Linked DNA regions of Sus scrofa: region 2 is linked to region 1. Evidence: chromatin contacts called from public Hi-C data. All regions are on one chromosome and are shown on one strand. The core of a region is the stretch at or near the end of the contact, and the rest is flanking DNA. Distances in the headings are between cores, read along the strand shown.

The links. Hi-C and Micro-C count contacts between places; a contact is called where the count stands out from the background.
Region 2: a contact with region 1 is called in a Hi-C map of embryonic fibroblasts, with 2.3 times the contacts expected there. The contact joins the promoter of DONSON here to the promoter of TMEM50B in region 1. A contact is called at or near these places in 19 of 47 Hi-C or Micro-C datasets (alveolar macrophages, blood, embryonic fibroblasts and 9 more) and 2 of 2 datasets of contacts at active chromatin or transcription factors (alveolar macrophages and skeletal muscle).

The regions. Positions count from the first base shown.
Region 1 is chr13:197,088,836-197,095,861 of Sscrofa11.1, forward strand. It overlaps TMEM50B (transmembrane protein 50B), which reads right to left and starts at 4,473. Exons shown (of 7, transcript XM_021070935.1): 1 at 4,314-4,473.
Region 2 is chr13:197,200,144-197,207,169 of Sscrofa11.1, forward strand. It overlaps DONSON (protein downstream neighbor of Son), which reads right to left and starts at 4,100. Exons shown (of 10, transcript XM_013990191.2): 1 at 3,282-4,100; 2 at 2,441-2,521; 3 at 663-866. The coding sequence starts at 3,590. CRYZL1 (crystallin zeta like 1) reads right to left here. Exons shown (of 13, transcript NM_001098596.1): 12 at 5,351-5,396; 13 at 4,330-4,799. The coding sequence ends at 4,700.

The DNA of each region.
Region 1 (7,026 bases), core at 3,223-5,722:
ATTACCAGCCAAAATATCAGTCAAGGATGAGGATAGAATCAAAACATATTCAGACAGGCAAGGTCTCGGAAAAAAGTAACTCGTCTCGTCAAAGAGCTACTAGAGTTTGAGTGCCACCAGGGAGAGTACACTAACAAAAGAATACAGGAAAACATTCCCACAGAGGACAGCTAAAGAGACCCCGGCTGTGCCCCAGCCAAGGCACACCCTCGGGCGGGTGCACACCTGGAACCTGTCCCAGCTGCCACGCCAGCTTTCTAACCTGAGGACTGAACGCCCATGAACTTGGCCCAGATTCCAATCTGTCCTCAGCTGGGCTGGGCTTGGCTTGATCTTCATTATATGCAATACAGTTCCTGCTCTCCTTCCAAGCCGCAGAGCCTGTATCAGCAAAGGGCATTCACTTCCCTCCGAGAAGTGCAGATAATTGCACTATCTGCCTGCCCAGATAATTGCAGGCAGGCTATGGTGAGCAGCCAAGAAAACACAAAATCGGAGCAGTCTAGTTACTCCTCTGATTTTCTGCTGTCCTTCTAGTATCTGGTCCACAGTTCCCAAGACTCACTCATAACACTGCCCACTGATCTGCTCTGAAAGGGTCCCTGCCAGAGAAACAGTTAGAGAAGCTGGAGCCATTTGTCCTTTTCCTGGAAGCTTTCATCTGACAGTGACAATACTGTCCTTGCCTCACACAGTCAAGTTTATCCTTACAGTTATGAAACAAAACTTTAGTCTTAAACTGAGGAAGCTCTAGCATTTTCTAATAAGTCTGTTTGGACCTCATCCAGGGGAAATAACTTTGTTATCACCATTTATTTAGTGAAAAATCCACTGTTAATAAAGACATGTTTATATTCCTATAAGGTTTTGAGTTTAACTGCAGAAATTAATGAGGTGCTATGATTTTATCACCTGGTAGCAAAGATTAATCCCAAAGGTATGATTCTGTTGCCCTCTGGAACATTAAGCAATTACATCTAACTCAGCAATTTTGTTGAGATATTCCTTTCCCCATGGAATATAGAAATATCTATTTCTTTCCTTTTTTCCCCACTTTTTAGGGCCACATCTGTGGCATATGGAAATTCCCAGACTAGGGGTCAAACCAGAGCTGCAGCTGCCAGCCTACACCACACCATAGCCACATCTGCAACCTAGACCACAGCTCATAGGAATGCCAGATCCTTAACCCACTGAGGGAGGCCAGGGATTGAACCCACATCCTCATGGATACTAGCTGGGTTTGGAACTTGCTGAACCACAACTGAACTCCATAAACATCTATTTCGTAAATCAAAAAACAAACAAACAAACAAACAAAAAAACCAGTTATTTGTGGCACTCTCAATAACGGTAAAATAAAACTCTGAAATATGCTTAGTATTTGTATGAGAATTCTATTTTTAACTCTATTCACTCAAAACCAAATATACTGTTTAAGATATATATAAATATTACATGCAAATATATGTATATGTGTATATTTATGTACTTGGGTGGAAAGCTTATTTTATTTTAGGGCCGTACCTACAGCACATAGAGGTTCCCAGGCTAGGGGGTCAAATCGGCGCTATAGCTGCTGGCCTATGCCACAGCCACAGTAATGCAGGATCCGAGCCTCGTCTGAGACTTACACCACAGCTTAGGGAAACACTGGATCCCCAACCCACTGAGCAAGCCCAGGGATGGAACCCATGTCCTCATGGATACTAGTCGGGTTTGTTAACCACTAAACCACGAAGGGAATTCCTGTAAAGTTTCTTTTAAAAAGCAAAAAAATCAGGATACAGGCTACCTCTAGGAGAAAGATGTTAACATTTGATTTCATTTGCTTATGGATAAAATACTGATCCCTGCAAGAGTATTGCTTAAAGTATATATTTATATATGTTCTGCTCACGGGTTTTTTGGGTACCTGAGATACATTTGTAACAACAGAAACTTACTGGAAAAGAGAACAAGAATTTATGCTACTGCTGAATATCCAAGGGGGTTACCACAGGAAGGTATTACACAACATATGCCTCTTCATATTTTCTCTTCCTGAAGGCCCTCTCTACCCATTCCTGCCAGGCCAGTCGAATGAGTCAATACAGCCTTAAAGTCAACACCACTAAGTGCTAACAAGGTGAATAAATCCACCATTATTTAACCTGGTCCTCAAATATTTTGTGATCCAGTCTCTAAATGCAAAGAGACAAACAGATTCTAAAAATGCATATGAATCAAACAAATTAGCTACTGCCTTTAAATGATAAAATCCTTTCCGATTTTGTCACTACTGTGGCTGGGGTTCAGTCCTTGGCCAGGGAACTTCTGCATGCCACAGGTGCAGCCAAAAAGGAACAAAATAATAAGGCATTAAATTATAAAATCCTATCAGTTATAAGAAGTGAAAAGAGCACTAAAATTATACTTTAAAATACAATTATCTGTTTAAACCACCTACCTGAAACTTATCCTACAATGCCAAAAGGATTTTCATCCATAATGGTGAAAACCCAGAAACAACCAAAATGATCATCATTAAGGGATCGAGAAAATTTGAGTATTTCCAGAGTTCCCTGGTGGCACAGCAGGTTAAGGATCCATGGCTGTCACTGCTGTGGCTCAGATCACAGCTGTGGTGCAGGTTCCAACCCTGGCCTGGTAACTTCCACCTGCGGCAGGCATGGCCAAAAAAAAAAAAAAAATTAAAGAGTACATCCAAACAGTACATCCAAAAATGAGATAGGTCAGCATGTACTAAGTTAATGTATCTTTAATTTTTTTTTAAGCTAATGTATCTTTATATTAAAGTAGTTGCCCAACAGTATTATGGCACAATCCCCTCCTAGGGACTGGAATTGAGGATGTAAAGTATGCAACGTCCAAAATCAAGGAAGTCTAACTTTTTTCTTGATACTCTTCTGCGCACTCTGAATTTTTTACTTGATGTTCCTCTGTAATATTTTTAAAATGTTTACAACCTGAATATATTGTAATCACTTAAAAGGAGCCGATAAGGATAAAATAATAAGATAAATTCTTTACCTTAGACTCCAGAAAATGAATTCGGAAATAATCAGCCAGTTAAGGCTGCTGTGATCCTAGCGGGCAGAGAAGGATGGGGGGTGGGGAGGGCGTGTCTCCGGAAGAGAAACACGACATCCTTCCCCGGCTCTCATTACACCAGCTTTTTCCTGCCGCATCATTATTCAAGAGAACGTCTTGTTTTCATTTTAAGAACGAGGAGGCCTGCCACACTATTACCGGTAAAAAATGCCTAACGTCTGTTCTACGTCTGAACAGTATGACAGAAGAGAAGACAACTGACCCTGACCGAAGATGATGTAAAAGAAGCGTGACAAGCCTGGGAGTAGGAGGCTTGGGAAATGTTAAGAAAGGGGATTTATATAAAGTGCAAGTCGGTGAAGAGTTGGCGCGAAGAGGTGGGACACTCCGAAAAGAGAAATTAATGTCTTTGAGAGGTATAACGCTGGTTACACATTCACTCCAATCGGAGCTTGACTCTCCCCAACACACACACACACACACACACACACACACACACGCATGCACAGCGCTAGCAGCAGGGAGCGAGCGAGGACAATCTCATTACTGCTTTGGCTTTAAAAGGTTATATATTTACCTTTCCGATTAAGCACCTTCCAGTGATGAACTCGGAAGCCAATTTATTGGTTAAAAACCAAGCGTCTTCCCCAGCACAACTACCATTGCTACCTGGGCTACGCTCCTCATCTAAAAGGACACTCAACACTTTATGATTAATCCTGGAAAGAATGTTGACCCTCCTCTATTCCCTCTTTCCACCTCTGTCCCTACTCTCCTAAGGAGCGAGTCGGAAAAGTCCACCAAACACTTAACAACATCGCCAGCAGAGGCTGAGACCAAACGGGAGGGGTGAGCAAGTCCTCGAAAGGCCCCCAGACGCCGAGTGCGGGCCGCACGTCTCTCCCCTGCGCCGGGCACCGCGGTGAAGCTGACAGGTTCGGGATGGAAACCTGTGCAGATCCTCCAGGGAAGCAAGTCGACGGCGAGATAACGCGGCGTAGCTGCCTGCCCCGGCCGAACGCGCTCCCCGGGCGCCCAAGAAGACATGGGCTGGTGAGCAGGGAGCGGCGGAGGCCCCCGCCCCGCAGGCCGCCCGTATGCTCCGCGAACCCGCTCCGCCCCGCGACGCCGCGCACCGCGCACGGGAAAGGCCGGGCGCTGTCGTCCCTCGCAGGCCGGGCCGGCTGAGGACGCCTCTCCAAGAGCAGGCGGTGGGCGCTAGCCCCCAGCACGCCCCGAAACTGACTGCCCGCACTCACCCGGCTTCCCCCACGCCCACGCCAACGCGAGGCGCGCGCGCAGAGGAGGAAGCTGCCGTGCAGCTGTCTAGCCCGCGTCCTCCGCTCCACTTCAGCCCCCGGGAGCCGGGAGCGGGCGGCGGGCGTGAGGCGAGGGCGCCGGTGGGGCGGGGCGCGGCGCCGTGCGCAGGGAAGCAACCAATCGGCGTGCAGCAAGTGGCCGGCCGGAGGCGGGGCAAGGATCTAGGGGCGGGGCGAGGCAGCCAAGGGGCGGGGTGAGGGCGGTCGTTCTGCGGCCCCCTGGGAGCTGCTGGCTGGACTCTGCGCCTTGTGATTCGCGGCAGCGCTGACCTGACCCCTCTGTTGTTTTCTGGGCGGCATCAGTGCTGCGTTTCCGCTCAAGGACTTCAAGTGCAGCATCGGTGAAATCACACGTGTGGGAGGAGCCCAAGACCTAGAGAGCGGAGGTTGTCTTTGCCCCTGGGTTAAGCGGCTTTGACCGAGAGCAGCCCAGGGTAGGGCGTGTACTCCAGGAGGTTCTCAGAAACGGGGGGTCTCTAGAAGTGACCTTTTCCAATCCCTAACGCTCAGAAATGGAGGCCTAGAAAGGTGAGATTTCTGGTCCAAGGCTACCAACTAGTACAGCAACCCGAAGTTACCGGTACAGTACAACTACGCCTTTTATTTTTTGCTTTTTTTTTTTTTTTTTTTTTTTTTTTGGTTTTTCTATTTTCTTACTAGGGCCGCACCCATGGCTTATGGATGTTCCTGGTCCCCAGCCACAGCAACACGAGATCCGAGCTGCATCTGTGACCTACCCACAGCTTGCAGCCAAGCCAGATCCTTAACACGCTGAGCGGATCAAACCCGCGTCCTCATGGACACTAGTTGGATTCTTAACCCGCTGAGCCACAACGGGGAATTCCCTACAACTAACTAGTCTTAATTCTGTTCTTATGTTTTCCTGGCTATCTACCAGATTTTTGCTTTCTCGTGGTCCAGTATCTTCCTACTGTCTCCTTTAAAGAGGATACATCTTGAATTTTCAGTGTAACTTCAATAGCCTTTGAAAGCCTGGTCTGAATTTCCTACAGAATATAAAGTGTAATTAGTTATTTGGGGAAAAGACATTGTGTAAAAGTCCAGGTATTTTCAATGGGATTCTAAAAATGTTTTCCCCTGAAATATAATGAAATAAAAGGTTTTGTGTTCCAAGTTGTCACAAAATGCCACTCTCTTATATTCCTGTTACTCCTATAAATCTTATACATGTAAGAGAAACAACCTCTGCTTTTTATTTTTCCACTATCTCTCAGTTCTCATTTTCATGGATGTTATTTTTCTATCTTTTATATTCTGTCATTTGGCAAATAATACATTTGTAGTTATATTACCCATCATCCTGACACATATGCTAGGATCTAGATGCTCAGTAATTATTTGTTAAATAAATTACTTTTGAAACATTTGCAACCTTAAAACTAGTTAGATTACTGATCTATAAAAGTTGACTTTTTAAAATCTTACTTTTTGGGGGCAGTTCCCATTGTGGCTCAGCAGGTTAAGAACCCAACATAGTGTCTGTGAGGATGTGGGTTCAATCCCTGGCCTCGCGTGGTGGGTTAGGGATCCAGCCATGCCACAGCTGCAGCTCCAATTTGACCCCTAGCCCTGGAACTTCCATATGCTGCAGGTGCAACTGTAAAAAGAAAAATATAAATAAATAAATAAAATATTACTTCTTTTTTGAGTGTTATATTAGAATGAGGTTGGCTGCAAGAAGCAGGGGGAAACAACTACAAAATAACAGTGGCTTAAACAGAAAGCCACTGGTATCTCCCTCATGTGTATAAGTCCAAAGTTAGTCTGGAGCTGTCCAGTGTCACTTCGCAGGGACAGATCCAGCCTCCTTGTTGCAGCTAAGAGAGTCACACATGTATTTATTTATGCATTTGGAAGATAGCCTCTGTACCCAGTGTTACCTCCTGGTCCAAGGGAGCTGCTGGAGCTCTAGCCATTATGCCTGCATTCCAACCAGCAGATGAGAGGACAAAGGGAATACCCTCTCTAAGAACTTTTCCCGGGAGTTCCTGTTGTGACACAGTGGAAACGAATCCAACTAGTATCCTTGAGGATGCAGATTAAATCCCTGGCATCTCAATCAGTGGGTTAAGGATCCATCGTTGATGTAAGCTGTGGTATAGGTCATAGAGGCAGCTCAGATCCCGTGTTGCTGTGGCTATGGTGTAGGCCTGCAGCTACAGCTCTGATTTGACCCCTATCCTAGGAACCTCTATATGCCCTGGGTGCAGACCTGAAAAGCAAAAAAAAAAAAAAAAAAAAAAAAAAAAAAGGAGGGAGAGAACTTTTCCCAAAGTTTGCATTATATCATTTCTGCTTTCATTCTGCTGGCAAAGACTTAGTCACTGGGCTACACTAAACTCAAGGAAGTCTGGAAAATAGGGTTTCAATACTGAAAAAGGAAGGAAGAACAGATACTGGAAGACGAGTAGAAATCCATAGTCTCAAATCTAATCACTGTTTAAAGTATTAAGTATTTTAAGATTCTCCAAGACTTTGAAACTTTATTGCAGAAGAATATCTGTGAGCAAATTCTTTTTTTTTTTTGTTGTTGTTGTTGTTGTTGTTGTTGTTGTTGTTGTTGCTATTTCTTGGGCCGCTCCCGCGGCATATGGAGGTTCCCAGGCTAGGGGTTGAATCGGAGCTGCAGCCA
Region 2 (7,026 bases), core at 2,850-5,349, 110 kb after region 1:
AATACTCACAACAGGTCTATAAATTTAACGGGCAGCTATTGAATCTGATTTTTGAAACTGTATGAAAGCATCATTTGGGAAATAAAATATTTTCCAAGTTCCTGTGTTTTTAAATGTCAACAGAAAAACTTAATGGAAAGAAATATCTCTGCTGTTTCGCAGAGAAGTACACTGTACACTTAATTTGTTACTTTTTTTTTAACTTTTTTTTTTTTTTGGTCTTTTTGCCTTTTCTAGGGCCACTCCTGCGGCATATGGAGGTTCCCAGGCAAGGGGGCTAATTGGAGCTGTAGCCACTGGCCTACGCCAGAGCCACAGCAATGCGGGATCTGAGCCGCATCTGCAACCTACACTACAGCTAATGGCAACGCCGGATCAAGGCCAGGGATCGAACCCGAAACCTCATGGTTCCCAGTTGGATTCGTTAACCACTGCGCCACAACAGGAACTCCCTTAAATTGTTACTTTAAAACACAGCTGTTTTCCTTGTGATGGAACATGATAGAGGATAATGTGAGAAAAAGAATGACTACCTCTATGTATGACTGGGTCACTCTGCTATACAGCAGAAATTAACAGAACATTGAAAACCAACTATAACAGAAAAAATAAAACTCTTTAAAAAAATAAAAAATAAAACATGGCTGTTTTCTTTCAGTTACCTGAATACTTTGAGGCAAAGTGACTTCTGTTGCCCTACAATGCTGGATGACACCTTGAGCCTCTTCCTGTGCTTTCAAATGATCTGCCCAGGTAAAGGGTTGAGAAGAGGTAAAAAGGAGTCGAGTTTTAATACTCCAGTCCACAGGTAACTCAGTACTTTCTGAGGATGGAATATCAGATTCGGAGAATGATACATGAGGAATCTTTCAGAAAACAAAGAAAACAAAACTTAGAAAAAGGGTACCAAGAAAGAAGCCCTCCCATCTATAAAATTCATCAACTAAAATACAATCCGTGAAACTTCAAAATGTTATGTATTATACAATAAATAACATTGAAAATACACTCACACTGTGAAGAGGTATGGAAACAATAAACCTTTAACACTGCTTACCTCTGGAAAATGGGATTTTTTTTGTTGTTGTTGGGGGGTGGTACTGGATGCACAGTTTTCATTTTTTAGTTTATTATAGTTCTATATAGTTTAGTTACAAGAGACAAGTACTATTTTCATAATCATCATTTTTAAAAAAAATCCACTATAAAATAGTATTATCAAAGCAGAAATCTTCCAAGTATTTTTTCTTAATTTTTTAAATCTTTGGGGCTGCACCCTCGGCATGTGGAGGTTCCTGGGCTAGGGATCAAACCTGCGCCTCTGCAGCTGCTCGAGCCGCTGTAGTTGGATTCTTAACCCAATGCACCACATCGGGAACTCCTCCAAGTATTTTTTAAAAAGCATCCTTTAAGCTTCTAAAACTCTGGAACCAGGGCAAAGCTGCTCTTGCAGGTAACTTAGGTTGGGTTCCAGGAGGCCATATTTAAGATACATTTCCCAACCTCAAATATTCCTCCCCAACTGTTTTGCTGTCAAATCAGTATTCTCCACATTACAGTGATTCTCTTAGATGACATTATTAAAAAAAATAATAAGGAAGAGGAGGCAATTTCCAAGAGACCCTGTGAAGACCATTTATTTGCAAGGAAAGGAGACTGGGTCTTGGGGAACTCTTCTTGTCTGCTCCCATTAGGACAAACTATGTATTTGTTAAAGTATCACGAAAGTAGCTGAGGAACGGAATCAAGAAGAGTGTTTTGGGAGTTCCCTTTGTGGCTCAGCCATTAACGAATCCAACTATGATCCATGAGGATGCCTGTTTGATCCCTGGCCCAGCTCAAGGGGGTTAAGGATCCAGCATTGCCATGGGCTGTGGTGTAGGTGGAAGATGAAGTTTGGACCCGGCTGGCTGGGGCTGTGGTATAGGCCAGCAGCTGCAGCTCCAATTCCACCCCTAACCTGGGAACCTCCATGTGCCACCGGTGTGGTCCTAAATTAGGAAAAAAAAAAGAAAAAAAAAAAAGAAAGCAAGCAAAGAGTGTTTTGTGTGCGTGGTGGTGGTATCGAGGTTCAGTGATATGCCACAACTGTGTTGCTAATCTGGGGATTTGGTCTGAAGATTCAGTGAAGGATTAAAAGTTAAAAAAGCAGCGAAGCCTGGAGAGGTTAGCTCTGAGTGATGAGCTAGACTTCTTAACTACCTACAGAAGAGTTAGAAAACTACAGGGGTGAAAGGAAAACGCACATTTATGCCTAGTTTAGCACTGGCGCTGTTATAAAGAAAACTACCACACACAAAGCCTTGAGTCCTTTACCATCATTTCAGTCCTGGTGGAGATGATCACTCTCTGTGCAGCCATTTTTCAAGTAAAATGCTTCTGAGAAGTATGGATTGATATTATAAGAATATACACTCTGAGGACATTTAAAAAGTATTACCTGGAGAAATTCACTAATGGCTCGTCTTTCAGAAAACTTTTCTTCCCATAGCAAATCATTTTCTTGATTAGAATCTAAACGCTGAAATTAAAAAGATGGTCCTTTTCAATCATAAATGACGCTGTAGTTTGCTTTAAACACGTAGAGCCTCACCTGGCCTTCAAGTTTCTCAATAAATCCGAGGGCAGGAATTCACATGCACCCAAATCAGTGTATCAGTATTTCACTTCAAATTTGTGTCTGAACTTTACTCTCAAGACGGAAGCGGGGGAAAGGCAGGTAATTTGCACAACTCATAACGCAATAATCAATCATCTCAATTCAAAAGATCCAAAAGGTTTTGGGCTAAGACAAATACCAGTAAATTCTGACTCCATGAATCCTCAGTATTCCTTCAACTGCAGGATCATTTTGAGCACGTGAAAAGGGAAGCCCAGAATCACGCTGGGAAGAGCGTCTCGTAACCTTCCCAGCACACAGCGGCCCTCCCGGAGTTGTTCTAGGATTGTTCCGCGCTCTCTCCCCCGGTCTCTAACCCCCGACGGGACGGTTGCAGCCCAAACTCCCCGGGCCGGGCTCCGGACTGGACCGAGGGAATGGGGTCCTCTCCTCAGGACCCGCGGGCGCCGCACGTCCCGCGGCGGCTGGCGGAGCGCACTTCACGCCCCCCGGACCTGGCAGAGCAGCCGCCTCCCAAGTTTAGGGCTCCCTGGGCGGCGGGCGGCTGGCACTTGGCGCCCATTTCCCTCCTGGAACGCGAGAACTCGCCACCCCTACCTCACAGCCGAGTCGACCCACAAAGTACAAGAGCCCCTCGGCCCCCAGGCACGAAGACACTCACCGGGCCCGGTGCCTCCTGCTGGCTGCGGGGCGGCCCGTCGGGAGGCTCGGAGGCGGCCCGCGGCCGGTTGTCCAGTCGAGCGAAGGGGTTTCTTCGGGCCGCGGCCGGGGCGCCGCCGCCTCTGCTCGCCGCCGCCGGGAAGGGGCGGAGAGGCAGCCCGGCCGCCAGGGCCGCGCGGCGGGTCGTCTGCTCAGGCCGCTCCTTGGGCGGGGGAGCAGCTCCAAGGCTCCGGCCCCTTTTCCGTCGGAGCCGCAAGGTCTCGGGCGGCCTTTTGAAACTGGGCGAGTAGCCGGGAACTGACAGAGCCATGACGCGCGGCGAAGGCCGAGGAAGGGGAACCCGCAGCCCGGTAGGCGCTTCCCGCGCGCGCCAGCCCCGCCCCACTACGCGGCCCCGCCCCCGAGGCTCCTCGCGGCGCGTGCGCCGTCAGGCGCTCACGAGGCCCCGCCCCCGGCTTGCGCCTCCGGGGCTTCGGGTGCTCCAGTGCCCAGCGCTTCCCGGGACGCCGCCTTGGCGCTCCTTCCTGCTCCGAGGATGCAGTCGGGTCGCCGGGTGCTAAGTGGCTGGGAAGCGCGCGGTCCAAGGCACCGGAATAGCCGAGCACTATTTAAATCCGAAGCAGGGTGTGATGAGCCCCGGGCAGGGCGCCAGGATGAAAAGGAAACGTCACACTTGAGCTCGCCTCGATAAGCTTTCGGAAGTGCAGTGTTCAGGTCCAGAGCTGGAAAGAGTGGCCTGGGCCTCCTCCCCCAACCCCCCAAAACGGAGAACCCGGATAGGAAATCAGCACGCTGGCTGTGCAAGCGTAGCCTCCCGGCCCCCTTCCCAAGCATCGCCACTGCAGCCTTCCACGCAAACACTGCAGTAGCCGCAGGCGAGTTATTGTGATGGTCCTGATGGATCCTGAGGAAACCCTGGAGTGAATGAATATTTGAAAAAAAAAATTAAGTTGCTATGGGCTAGATCCTTTCAGGCTTGAAGATATATTCAAATGATTAGGTTAGGACAGCAAAGGCTTGTTAAAGAAGGAAGGTATTGAGAAGAGAGTGTAATACAAAAGTAATGTTATTTTGATACAGCAGGAGATTCCAACAGCTTTATAGATAGTAGCATGGCTTCTGCTTAAAGCAGTTTTCATCATGGAAAGAATTTTAGAAGAGGCAAATATATAGAAACAATAACTAAAAAGCCTTTTAGAATATTCCCTTTAGATGCTAATTTTAGAATTGTCTTGAGTATTTTTTCAAGTACTTCTCAAATACTTCAAATAACCCTGAGCATCTTGTCTCAGCAGGAAATATGCTTAAAAAATGTAAAAACTTGCTTTTATCTTCCTTAACTTTTCCCAATTTCCAAGGCAACTCAGGCTTCAAATACTGGAATAGGCTCATCCAACTGAGGTCTGAGAAAGAACAAAATTAAAATTGAACAACTTGCTTCTTTCTTCGTTGATTTTTCTGAACAACTTCCATGGTAACTTTTGCCTCGTATAGTGGAATAGGTTCATCCAATTGAGGTCTGAGGAAGAATGAAATTATTAGAAATGTCAGGTCTAGTTAAGGATGAGTAGAGTACATAGAATGGTAGTTGACAACTGCTATAGTTCCACTCTATTACTTTAAATAAACTTGTCTATTAATATTTCCATTGTTAAATTTTTAAGTGGTTAAATTTTGAAGGGGGAAAATAGCTATTTAATCCACTCCCTCTTTTTTGATAAACAGATCCAACTAAGAAACAAATAACAAAACAGTACTTTTCCCTCCTGCCAAGTTGTGGGTTATTTCAAGTTGCTTTGGGAGAGGTGATGAAGGCGAGTAAGGGGTGAGGTACAGTATGGAAGGGAGGAAGGAAAACTCACAAACCACTTGTATCTTAGGGAATACTTACTGGTGTATCATAAGATATGCTTTGAGAAATATTAAAGAGCAGCTATTTATCTAAACAAAATAGCAAAATATGGAGGTGACAGGTATACTAAGAAAGCTGAAACAAAAATGGGAATGCCCATTTTAACTGCCGAGGATAAAAAAATTAACTAGAACAATGAAGCTGGTCATTTAGCATACCTAAAAACACCAGTTGATAACTTCTCCATCACATCTTTTAAGATACGTAGCTGGAAAGACTGTTAAGGTGGCAACGCAAAGAAGAGAGGAGTAAATCAAAACCATTTGATAAGCAGAGGGTATTAGGTAGGTCACCTATGTTGTTCTTTTTCCTTTTTTTGGCCGCCTGTGGCAAATGGAGTTCCAGAGCCAGGAATCAGATTGGAACCGCACTTGCGACCTAAGCCACAGCTGCAGCAATGCCAGATCCTTAACCCACTGTGCCGGGCTGGGGATCGAACCTGCATCCCAGCACTCTCAAGACGTTTCGCCACAAGGGGAACTCCTGTTGTTGTTGAACAGAAATGCTGTAAGCTGTCAAATTTACCTCTAAAACAGGAAAATGGGGGAACTGATTTGAGCAAGGTGGTGACATAATAAATAGAGCCCATACTTCTAGGGCCACGTGATGAGAGAAGCAAGCCTAATGCCCATCCTAAGTAATGACTAGTGTTATCCCAAATGGATACTAACAGAACTGGGTCAGGGGTTCATTTTAGCACTTCGAATGGTATTTTTAGTTAAAAACAATTTTAGCACTTGCCTCTCTTACTTTGGGTGCACATTTATTATTAAGCCAGATGATAATATATATGCAGGAAAGTTAATAATCTGTAGGTGGGTGTAACATATGCTACGAAGAGAACTAAAGGAGTGTAAACTTAAAACCTCTAGTCATTTAATTAAAATTCTAATATTAGGACTGAGAGTCTCTATAAACTGATAGCACAGGAGTTATTTTATGGTGTATAATCACACATTTGGAATCCCGCACTATGTTAAATCTCAAGTAGCAACTGGCTCATGTGTGATGACACTGAGGGGGGTTTGCACAACCGAGGACTCAAGTCTCATTTAGGACTTTAGAATTCAGGACATTAGAAAATACAAATTAGAAAACATGAACATAAGCTATTTTTAAGATTTTCTTTTTTGGCCTCGCCTGCAACATGGGGAAGTTCCCCAGCCAGGGATCAAACCCTTACCACAACAGTAAACTAAGCCACAGCAGTGACAGTGCTGGATATGTAACTGCTAGGCCACCAGGGAACTCCTGAAGATATTTCTAAGAGGACCTAAAGAATATTTATTCACTATTCATGTATTGCAAATTCTCTCTACTTCTGTTAATGAAATTGCCAAGAGTGTGTGTCATGTATCTATGCAAAACACATACTTCTGATTTTGGAAAATTTAGCATTTTATATAAACATGTCATATTTCAACGAATATGTTAAAGGTTAAAATCTTCTCATGGTGGAGGGAAGGGAGAACAGTTAAGAGAATTAAGCACTGCAGGCAAAGCAGCCAGCCTGACAGGTAAGATGCAAAACACACTAACTAATGTTACTTCTAACACATGGTATTCTCTACCATCAGCGCTCTCTGCTTTTATTTATTTATTTACTTATTTTGTCTTTTTAGGGCCACACCCATGGTATATGGAAGTTCCCAGGCTAGGGGTTGAATTGGAGCTGCAACTGCCGGCCTACACCACAGCCACAGCAATGAGAGATCCGAGCCGCATCTTCGACCTACACCACAGCTCATGGCAACAGCAGATCCTCAACCCACTGATCAAAGCCAGGAATCGAATCTGAGTCCTCAGTCCTCATGGATGCTAGTTGGGTTCGTTA